Regions from separate parts of the Mus musculus genome. Here region 1 is linked to region 2. A link is a contact called in public Hi-C data. All regions are on one chromosome and are shown on one strand. The core of a region is the stretch at or near the end of the contact, and the rest is flanking DNA. Distances in the headings are between cores, read along the strand shown.

Region 1 (5,379 bases), core at 458-2,957, 79 kb before region 2:
TTTCATCATTTTAATTTCACTTTTACCATTCACCTTAATTTCTCTAAAATATAAAAAAATAATACCATCACTTTTAGTTTCAATATTATTTGAGATAATCTTTGCTCTTACTACAACAGTATATAATAGGTACTGTTACAATTGTTCCAACCTAATAAAAAAAGAAAATAAATCTGTAAGAGCTAGGAAGCTGCACATGGTTACTATCTTGTAAGCGAGAGCCAGGCCTGGACGTAAGACACGCAGCTGGAAATGTCCACATCCTTTAAGCCTTTCAGCTCTGGCTTTAGACATGCATTGGAGTTGTGGCTGGACCAATTCTAGCCCCTTCAAAAGGAAATGCATACAATAACAGCTTTGTTCAAGGAAATAAAAGGTAGAATGTGAAGAAGATAAATGCACCTTTCCTGCTTCTCAACAGCGAGCTTTTGACACCAGGACTGTTTGAACCATTTTCTACATGACATGTGCTGTTTTATGCTTTTGAATTTCTGTACAGAGCTCACCCGCATCTCATTAGAGGACTGAGTGATTCCTAAAGCGAGTACTCTGCAAATGATTTCCTTCTATTTTATTCTTCTGGGATTTCTGCTCTATGAAAAGTGGCTTACCTGCCCCAATAAACAGACCTCTCTATTGTATTGCCACTGCAGTCACATTTGTAAGATCTCGATTATAGCTCACTTATTTACATTCAGCATTCTAACTGTGTTTATAAACATCTGCTCCTCTACTGTTATCAGTCTCTTGGGCATAGTAGGCAGCAGCCTCCTGCATTTTTCTATCCCAAGTGCTTACCTTAGTAATCTCAGAGAAGGTACCAGTGAAAATATCATCATTGCTGTAGGTGTGTGCATGTTTTTTTTTCCTCAAAGATTTTCCTACTTTATCTAAGAATTTTTCACTTAGGGAATACAGTGCTGTCCCCAGCACTTTACTAGATAAAAACACTGATTATTTCTCTAAACATGGAATTTCTCAGAAAAAAAAAAAGAGTAGTCTTGACCAACTCCATAAATTAAAACTCAAATTCTAATTTTTCTAAGTGAATAAATTCTAACACATGGTAACAAGTTTAAGTCTATTTTTAATGTTTATATTTAACTAGTTCTTAAAATTCAGCCAGTCTCCATAGCTGTGCACATTACCTCAATTAGAGATAATAGTCTAAATTTGAGAGTTTTAATAACATTGGCCTCAGAAAAGATATTTGTCTTGCTTCCTCTTTACTCCTTTTATTTTTCTCTATCCTATTGATTACAGTAACATCCAGGTCATGTCTCTGAAAGTCTTAAGAAAATCCTATAGAAGTTACAGCCGCAATGTGAGGGCCAGGCCACTAGGTGGAACCCAATTAAATCTAAGGCTATTAAGCTCCAATATTAATCCTTCACATTCGCAGGAGGCTTTTGCTGGAAGAACAAAGGACACTGACAATCCAACCTGTTCATTGTCACAGTAGAGTAGAACCAAGATCAGACTCTGAGACATTGGCAAACAGAAGTAGATGTCCAAAGGATTGGTTATCCCCTCTTTGAATTTGAGGCAGTAACTTTCCCCCCATTTCTCTGGAGTTTATGAAAGGAAAAAATGGACAGCTCAAATAAAAGAGGAACAATCCCTCCTCAGTCTTCTCTAAGGCACGACAAAGCCTGCTGGAAGAGCTTTAATTAGCTTACCATGTGGAGTCTCTATACTCTAATCTAGAGGAAGTGGGTATCATCATGCCAACAATGAAAATAAAATATCTAGGTTTCCTCTTTCTAGAACATCAAAGAGGTCTCATGTCAGTTGTCTGTTGCAGCTTTGGGCAAATCAACAATGTGGTCAAGTCTGTCTGTAGCTTTTCCTCTAATTGAGTCTATGGTCAGGACAAGTTTCCTCTCCAAGCTGCTTCCAAGAAGAAGGTTGTGAGGCTGAGAGGGGGGTTACCCTCTGCTTCTATGATGTCTGCGCACAGACATGTATGGAAATATGAGAGGAGGAGGCTGAAGGATGAATGATCATGACAAGTTAACACAGGAAGCTTCTCTACCCTTCAGTTATCCTGGGCTTTTTCTACAGAGCCTCACTCTGCAATGTCTTTATTTTAGAATGGTATAGAAGAAATAAGACACAACACCATACAATGGTGTAAAAAATATGTATTATATATATATATATATATATATATATATATATATATACATATATATATAAACACACATATATGTATTATACACACACATGCACACACACACATATGTGTGTGTGTGCATGTGTGTGTGTGTGTGTGTGTATATATGAATAATTTCTGGTACATGTATGCATCTTCAACCCACCGGATTACATTTACACATAAAGAAATGCGAAATGCTATGTGATCTCTTAGGACCCACAGCTGAAGAGGTTGGTATGCTCTTGGGAAATCTTTGAGTTAGTTAATGTATCTTTGAGTTAGTTAATGTATTTATGAGTAATATTTACCAGATTATTTAGCTTGAACTACTCACAAATAATGATGAATTAGAGTTCCAGAATCTTCATTAAGAAAGTCTACTGAGAACTTTATTATTCACAATTCATTACAGCTTTCTAGTTGAAATGGCAAGAGAAATGAACAATGATTTGTTTTAACTTTTGCGGTGCCAGAGACTGGGGCAGAAAGAGAGTTTCTAGGACTATAGAGTCCAAAAGGCCGCAAAAATCAAGGCCGCACAAGGGCTCCAGAGTTTTTAGAGTCTTCATTTTTTAAATTGAATGTGAAAATTCACTGAACTTTTTTTTAAAAGAAAGAAAAGAAAACGTCTTACAGCTTACAGAAGAGAAATATTCTAAGGAAACCAATGCTTTCAGGGTTTGTTAATGACATTCTGTATTGTTAAAGGATTAGAGAATCTAATGTCATTAAAATATACACAATAATGAAATATTTACTTATTATGGACATTTGTATAGTAAAAACATGGAAAGTATGACATAAATCCATACAAATCCCCTCTGAAGCATATACATATTACAATTACATGTATATGTATCTGGGTGTATATATACATATGACATGTATGATTATTTCTCTTACAAAGATAGGAAAGGAGAATCATCTCAAACTTTTTAATATTTGGGAGAACCTAAAATAACATGGCAAAATTATCAACTCATTTTGGGCAGTAAGTTTCATCCTTGAGAATGTCTTAGTTTCAAACAATAGACTTCATCATACCAAGCAAGACCCAGCATCTCAAATAATGATAATTGTGTTCTTATTTTTGATAAGAGGACCTAAATATAATAGACCAATGAGAGGAAATCTCCAGGCTCTGTCATGATCATGCTGAAGAAGGGCCCTTCTACCTAGCGAAGTAGTAGATAATCCCACAAGAGACTGATATACTGAGATGGATGCCATTCATCTCAAATATATTCTAAATCTGATATAACAACTTCTGGTTCAATAGTGTCAAGTTAAGAGGATGGTGTTGGCTGGAAGTTACTATACCATCATAACGTCTATCCAAGCTCAGAGAACTGGTACTGTCATAAAATTGGAAAAAGAAATAAGCAGCTGGTGCCACAAATTTCTTCTAGGGCATCTATAATACTTTTCATTTTTAAACAACAAATTGATGAAACTTTTCATAATTGTTCTTTATGGAACGCTCTTTTCCCTCTTAATTTTTTATATATGAGTAAGACAAAAGTATAAACAACTGCAACCACGAATATTAAAGTAAGCAGCCTTTTTTTTCTACTCCCCAACCCCTGATAGGTTTGAGATGAGCCTTTTTCTTTTCCTTCTACATTCATAGTATCTTGGGCCCTGCTATCTTCCCTTTCTCTTTAATACACACACACACACACACACACACACACACACACACACACACACACACACACACAATATGTATTCACATATCTACTTTAAGATAGCTTTCCTGAGTCATAATTTACACTTCATACAATTTGACCATTTAAATTAAATATTCCAAATACGTCAATGGATTTTATTTTGTTCATCATCACCTTTAGTTTTAGAACGTTTCATAACTTAGTATTTCTTCACTATTTCTCCCCTCAACGTTCCCATCTTCTTATCTTCCTTATATACCCCCAACAATAGGTTAACTGCTTTTGTGTCTCTAAATATTTGACTATCTTTGACATTTTAAAATATACCTACCAAACCATAATTACAGTATCCTTAGGATAACACCTTCTAATCTCTAATATCACATCACTCAAATCATTGCAAGCAACACTTTGCTTTCTATTTCCTGAATTCCACCTTGTTAGATTCCGTATTGGAATGAATTCATATAATAGCTGTCTTTCTATGCCTCTCATAGTTTCCTTTGTGTGTATGTTGGTGTTTCAAATGATTTTTATTAGATATTTTCTTTATTTACATTTCAAATGTTATCCACTTTCCTAGATTCCCTTCTGAAAATCCCCTATGCCCTGCCGCCGCCCCCCTTCCTCCCTGCTCACCAACCTAACCACTCCCACTTCCTGACCCAGGCATTCCTCTATTCTGGGGCATAGAACCTTCACAGGACCAAGGGCCTCTCCTCCCATTGATGACCGACTAAGCCATCCTTTGCTACATATGGAGCTAGAGCCATGAGTCCCACCATGTGTTTTCTTTGATTGGTGGTTTAGTCCCAGGGACCTCTGGGTTAGTTCATATTGTTGTTCCTCCTATGGAGCTGAAAACCCCTCAGTTCCTTAGGTCCTTTCTCTAGCTCCTTCATTGGGAACCCTGGGCTCTGTCCAATGGATGGCTGTGACCATCCACTTCTGTATTTGTCAGGCACTGGCGGAGCCTCACAGGAGACAGCTTTATCAGGCCCCTGTCAGCAAGATCTTGTTGGCATCTGCAATAGTGTCTGGGTTTGGTGTTTTTTTTTTTTTTTTTTTTTTTTTTTTTTTTTTTTTTTTTTTTTTTTTTTTTGTGGGATGGATCCCCAGGTGGGTAAGTCTGTGGGTGGTAATCCCTTCAGTCTCTGCTCTGAACTTTGCAACTCCTTCCATGGGTATTTTTCCCTTCTAAGAAGTATTGAAGTATCTACACTTTGGTCTTCCTTTTTCTTGAGTTTGTTTTGTAAATTGTATCTGGGGTATTCTGAGTTTCTGGGCTAATCTCCACTTATCAGTGAGTTCATATCATCTGTGTTCTTTTGTGATTGGGTTGCCTCACTTAGGATGATATCCTCCAGATCTGTCCATTTCTCTACAAATTTCATAAACTCATTGTTTTTAATAGCTGCATAGTACTCCATTGTGTAAATGTACCACATTTTCTGTATTCATTCCTCTGTTGAGGGACTTCTGGGTTCCTTCCAGCTTCTGGCTATTATAAGTAAGGCTGTTATGAACATAGTGGAGCATGTGTCCTTATTA
Region 2 (5,469 bases), core at 2,562-5,061:
AATTATTCACATTAAAATACGTAATACATGTTAATACAGCAATGAGTCCTTAAGGCCAGCACAACATGGTTAGAATAGAATGAACTCTAGACGATGAAGTCTATCATCTCCTTATCCTTCCTATAGCTTCTCTACAATGCCAATGATTAAGGGAACATCTAAAATATAAATACAGAATTATGCATTTTTAAATGAACGAACTTACTCAAAAGTTTAATTTTTCAATGTCAAATTTACAATTGTTGACTAGTCTTAGAAAAGTGAGTGTCTATTCAGGTTATGTTCTTGGTGTAAAAGGAGCACTCCCGAGGTTCCTAATCAGGAGAAATTTTAGATTAGAAATAACAGGTAACAGAAACTAACCTTGAAAAACGCAAACCATTTGTAGTCATTCAACACAATCTCGAAGCCTTGGTTGTAAATGAGGGTAAAATGCCCGGAATTGCCCAGCTCGTCGTAGGCAGTATCCAACTTCTTAAGGTGTACCACTACCTTTTCTTCTGTTGCTTCTAAAGAAAACAAAATGTATAACAAATCAATGTTAACCCAACACCCAGTACCCACCTCCTCAATATTCTATTGTAAGGTACTTTCAACCTTGCAACCTAACTGGGATTCAAGATTTGTGTCATGAAAAAAATCAGTCTCTCCTGGACCTAACAGGACAAGTATTAGATTATAAACTCAGCACTGGGGATCTGGAGACAGGCAGATTGTTAAGGGACTAGCCTGGACTACATAATAAATTCTAGGTTCTCTAGGGATACATAGTGAGACTTTGCCAGAAAAGACTTGTTTTTTTTTCAATTTTTTTTTAATTGGTTATTTTATTTATTTACATTTCAAATGTTATCCTCCTTCCGAGTTTCCACTCTGGAAACCCACTATCCTCTCCTCCATCCCCTTACCTCTATGAGAGTGCTCCCCCACCCACCCACCCACACTCCTCAAGTCTCAATTTTGTTCCCTCTGTATGGTGATGAAGAAGGGCTCCTGGCAAGTCTGTGAAGAACATTGTGGTGTCAGCTAGCACATTGGCAGAGAGATCAACCAAACACTTAAAATATCTTCCCATCTGGGTGTGTTAATCCAGAGTCAGAAGTAGGTGAGTTTAAATCCAGCCTGGTCTACACACTGTTACATCCAAACCAGGGCTATATAGCAAGGCACTGTCTCCGAGAGAGAAGAGGGACCTGGGAGAGGGAGGCAGGGAGAGAAAATATTTTCTTCTTGTAAAAAATGGGGAGGGGACTGTTCAAAATTAGAGAAATGGGGGCAAGCTAAAAAGAAAAAGAAAAAAAAAACTGATCAAAAAAAAAAAAAAAAAAAAAAAGACTACATAAAAACACTGACTTAAGCCGGGTGTGGTAACGCACACTTTTAATCCCAGCACTTGGGAGGCAGAGGCAGGCGGATTTCTGAGTTCGAGGCCAGCCTGGTCTACAAAGTGAGTTCCAGGACAGCCAGGGCTACACAGAGAAACCCTGTCTTGAAAAAACGGGGGGTGGGGGTGGGGGGGGAACACTGACGTAAATGTTACCTCTCTCCTCAAAGATATAAAAATAATTTGAGTTGATAGGTACTAATGTTTAACTTGCATAATAACAGGGTCTTTTTGGGTTGGGTTTGGTTTGGTTTGATTTTTTGAGACAGAGTTTCTCTGTATAGCACTGGCTGTCCCTGAACTCTCGCTGTAGACCATGGTGGACTCGAACTCAAAAATCCACCTGCCTCTGCCTCCTAAGTACTGGGATTAAAAGCGTGTGCCACCACTGCTCTGCTTCTGTGTGTCTTTAACTGTTGGATTAGAGTCAAAAGTAGATTTATAGGTAGAGGCTATTCAGCTGTTCAGCTGTGTCCATCTTAGAGTTTTACACATTAGTCTCTCTCTCTCTCTCTCTCTCTGTCTGTCTCTGTCTTTCTTTCAGATTAACAAGCTAGATGGAGACTGTTGGATTTCAGCAAGCCCCCCCCACCCCCACCCCAGGGGCTTAAGTGCATATTTTACACATCAAGGCAGGCCTGACCTTCAGGTTCTTCCAGTATCCCTATGTCCCTACCTGGTGTACCAAACCTTGAACTTTCCAGCCTAAGGGTTGGGCTGCCCTTCCACCAGAGGCTCTTCCCTATATAATCCAGTCATTTTGGTCTCTTGTCCTTCCTTTTTTTTTGGTTTTTCGAGACAGGGTTCTCTGAGTAGCCCTGGCTGTCCTGGAACTCACTCTGTAGACGAGGCTGGCTTTGAACTCAGAAATCCGCCTGCCTCTGCCTCCCAAGTGCTGGGATTAAAGGTGTGTGCCACCACTGCCCGGCCTCTTGTCCTTTCTATCTTCAGACCTTCTCTCCATGGGAACTTTCAATCTCTTCCCCTTCTCCTCTGTCTCCCTTCCCAAGGCTGTTTCCCTGATCTGTGATCTTGCCTCCCCTGCCAAAAGCAGTTTCCAAATAAACCTGAGATATAGATAGATAGATAGATAGATAGATAGATAGACAGACAGATAGGTAGATAGGTCCCTGATCTGGCTTGAATTAGCTCATTTTACCGTGAAGGAATAACTTATCAGAGACTTCATATGATAAGGCGATGCAAACCTTTTCTCTCCCTTCTGCCTCATCTCCATGCTCAAATTTAGAAAAGAAACAATTGTAGACACCACCCAGGATTAAGCTAAACCCAGTCACCTGGAATTTAGTAAATGACTCCTTGTTGGAGGCAGGGGAGGTGGGATATATGACAGCATTTATTCTACTCACAAGAAAACTACAGTTCAGAGTTGAGTTTCTCTGTGCAACTCTGACTGGGGAGACCATAAGTGTCACTCTTCTTATCTGTACTACTGTTTTCCTATATCCGAGGCACGTGGAATGCCCCAGTCTTCATTTACTACATACTCACTGAGAGCCAAGTGTTAGGCATTGCGTTTGCTTCCGTCATATCCAAACACTACTGTAAAATGTGACAAAAGAGACAGGAAAAAGCTTTTGTATATCTCTCGAAATTCCTTAAACAAGGCGTCCAGAAATGTCAAGGAAAGTAGCAGATAAAACAGGCCCAGTTTGAAGTGGTCTCTTCCCACTACCTCACAGGGAAAGAAGGAGCGCCCCCATTAGAAAGAAAAAGAAAAAAAAAAGAAAAAAAAAAAAAAAGAAAAAAAAAAAAAGGCTAACTCCTAGAGTCTGAGCTCAGCAGTCAAGACTCTGAATTTTAAAAACAAGAACCTGTCAGACCTGAGTGAAGGGTCAAGAAAGCAGTTCTCCACTCGCTTCTAAGAAATCAAAGCAAATAAAACAAGTAAAAAACCAGGGGCGCGTTTCCTTGAACATGAGTTGTGAGATAATCAGGAAAATAAGTGTAAAGTTAGAAGTTCTCAGCAGCTCAAATTCAACTTAGCGGCCCTGGCTCTGATCCCCCAAGGGGCCGTTCGTCAGCTCTTAACTCTCCAGTCACCCAGAAACGCCGGCCCCAAGGCAAGGACTCAGGGACAGAAAAGGACAACTCGGGACCCTGGGAAGCCGCTTACCCATCACCGAGCAGTTAATGTCGCTTCGGGAACTTCTAGGGCCCACCTGGAACACCCAGGTGCCCAGCAGATCAGGGTAGGTGCAGTTGGCAGGAGTGTCGGAGCGCACGGTGCAGACTCCCAAAAGCACCAGCAGCAGGACGGCGCGCAAGGAGTGGGTCCAGGGACCCATGCTGACGGCGCCCGCGGAGCAGATGGCAGAGAAAGCAAGTTCAACTGGAACACCACTCGATGGCAGTCAGGCGACCCTAGTGGCTCCCGCCTTAAAATACCCAAGAGCCCGGAAACCCAGGGTCCGCGGGGCGGGGTTACAGGGTGGTGAGAACAGAATGAGGTGGGGGAGGAGCGGCGAGGCTGTGAGGACGGGGGCGTGGAGTGACTGAGATGTAGGGAGGGACAGGGTGTGACTAGGTGAGGCAGCACGAGGTGGCCTGAGGAAGTTAGTTAGTGACAGTGTAGGGTGGGGACAGGCACCACTAGGAGGAAGAAGGAAAGTGGCCTTTGGGGACCTCTGCCTTTCAAGGAACGCCAAAGCTGAGAACTCTGTAGCGGTGTTTTGTAATGCCAGTGTGATTAAAATAGAATCTACCCTGTGCAATACAGGGTTGACAAGAGTCTTAAAGTCTACTGAGGCTAATTCTCTTTCTCTTGTTTTTGGTGCACTTTCCTGCATTTCTGACTCCGTGGAAAAACTTTACTAGCTAACCTAAGATAGTCTTGAGAATTTCTGTTCCATTTACCAAATCTAGCTTTTTATCTTCAGGGTTTTCTTTGGTTTCCGGTCTGCCTGTTTACCCGAAGATTTCAATTGTAGTGAACCTTTACAGGTTGGGTGAATCTGTTTTGTTTTCCCTCCCTGGAACTTTATTAGGATTAAGTTGAATGGGGTGGGGGTTGCGGGTGACTGGGGTGATCACATTGTGATCACATTGCTCAAGCCCTTCTGTTTTCAGAATGAAAGCAAGAATTAGAGAAAGAGGAAGTAGCTTGCTCAGGATGAAGTGGTCTTCTGAGCTCCTGTGTCAGGCTTTCCCAAGGGCGAGCTGAAGGGAGCATAGTTGAACCTTGCCTCCTCTGTCAGTCTTCTTGCCTGCAATTGTTAAGTAGTAATCTTTAGCGAAGCATCCTGCTCTTGTGAGAGCTGTTTTGAGTTGCCTGGCTGTTGTTGGCTGGGATCATGATCATTCTGAGCTAATCTGAGAATACAGAGATGAACCAGGCAGACTTGATGAGCCTCTTTGACCTAGTAGGCTTGTGCACTTTGTTTCTTTTTAAACCCCATCCCACAGATCACAGATATTTATGTGCAGACTTTTTTTTTTTTTTTTCCACTGAGTACATGCAGTCCGAGGAAGCAATGTGGTTGAAGAACAAACCACTTCTGTCTCTGAATTCTGCTTTAAAAACACTCAGGCTTCTAAGCCTGAAGGCACACTTTGATAGGGGTCCTTCTTGATAACTAAGGGGCTAGAGTGTTCTTTCATATGAAACTAGGCTACAAGAGCTAAATGGGGAGGAGCTGACACCTTCTAGATCTCAAAAGCCTTTATAGGATTAAGAATTGACATTGTATAATTAAGCTAGCATTTTCTTTTAAAGGCCCCATTACAGATAGCATCACTTTCCTAAATTTCTACAGTTTGTCGTTGTTGAAACATTTTACTAAATGATCCATATCTTAGAGCTAAACGTGGGATCTGGGAATTCCTTTGATGGACATAATCAAAGTAGAACACTTACTTGTTAAAAAGAAATTAAAGCAGCCTTTCTAAAGTCAATGGCAAAGATTGTGGGTCACTTTGGATTAATGAATGCATCCTGATATTAGGAAATGGAGATTTAGAGAGTTGAATCACTTGTCAAATGTCATTGCCAGTTAGGGAGAATCAGCAAGAAACATGTGCAAGTTGCACGCCCCAAAGTTTAGTATATGTTGAGTGATATAAGA

What was found. A called contact is a pair of places that touch in the nucleus more often than the background predicts.
Region 1: a contact with region 2 is called in a Hi-C map of bone marrow-derived macrophages, with 1.6 times the contacts expected there. The contact joins the enhancer-like site here to the promoter of Ctsc in region 2. A contact is called at or near these places in 3 of 39 promoter capture datasets (the 3T3-L1 cell line, liver and macrophages), 1 of 15 datasets of contacts at CTCF or cohesin (CD8 T cells), 3 of 484 Hi-C or Micro-C datasets (the 63-12 cell line, bone marrow-derived macrophages and liver), 2 of 115 datasets of contacts at active chromatin or transcription factors (CD8 T cells and thymic regulatory T cells) and 2 of 9 other capture datasets (adipose tissue and pancreatic islet).

Annotation. Positions count from the first base shown.
Region 1 is chr7:88,353,564-88,358,942 of GRCm38.p6, reverse strand. It overlaps the pseudogene Gm2407. Among named protein-coding and RNA genes, the nearest start is that of Gm25345, 12 kb to the right of the region's middle. Within about 2 kb of position 1,707, at least 25 of the 459 cell types and tissues checked have an H3K27ac peak or open chromatin away from gene starts, as enhancers often do. A contact at or near this core is called in the 63-12 cell line, CD8 T cells and bone marrow-derived macrophages, where this site is marked.
Region 2 is chr7:88,276,427-88,281,895 of GRCm38.p6, reverse strand. Ctsc (cathepsin C) reads right to left here and starts at 3,811. Exons shown (of 7, transcript NM_009982.5): 1 at 3,522-3,811; 2 at 364-509. The coding sequence starts at 3,693.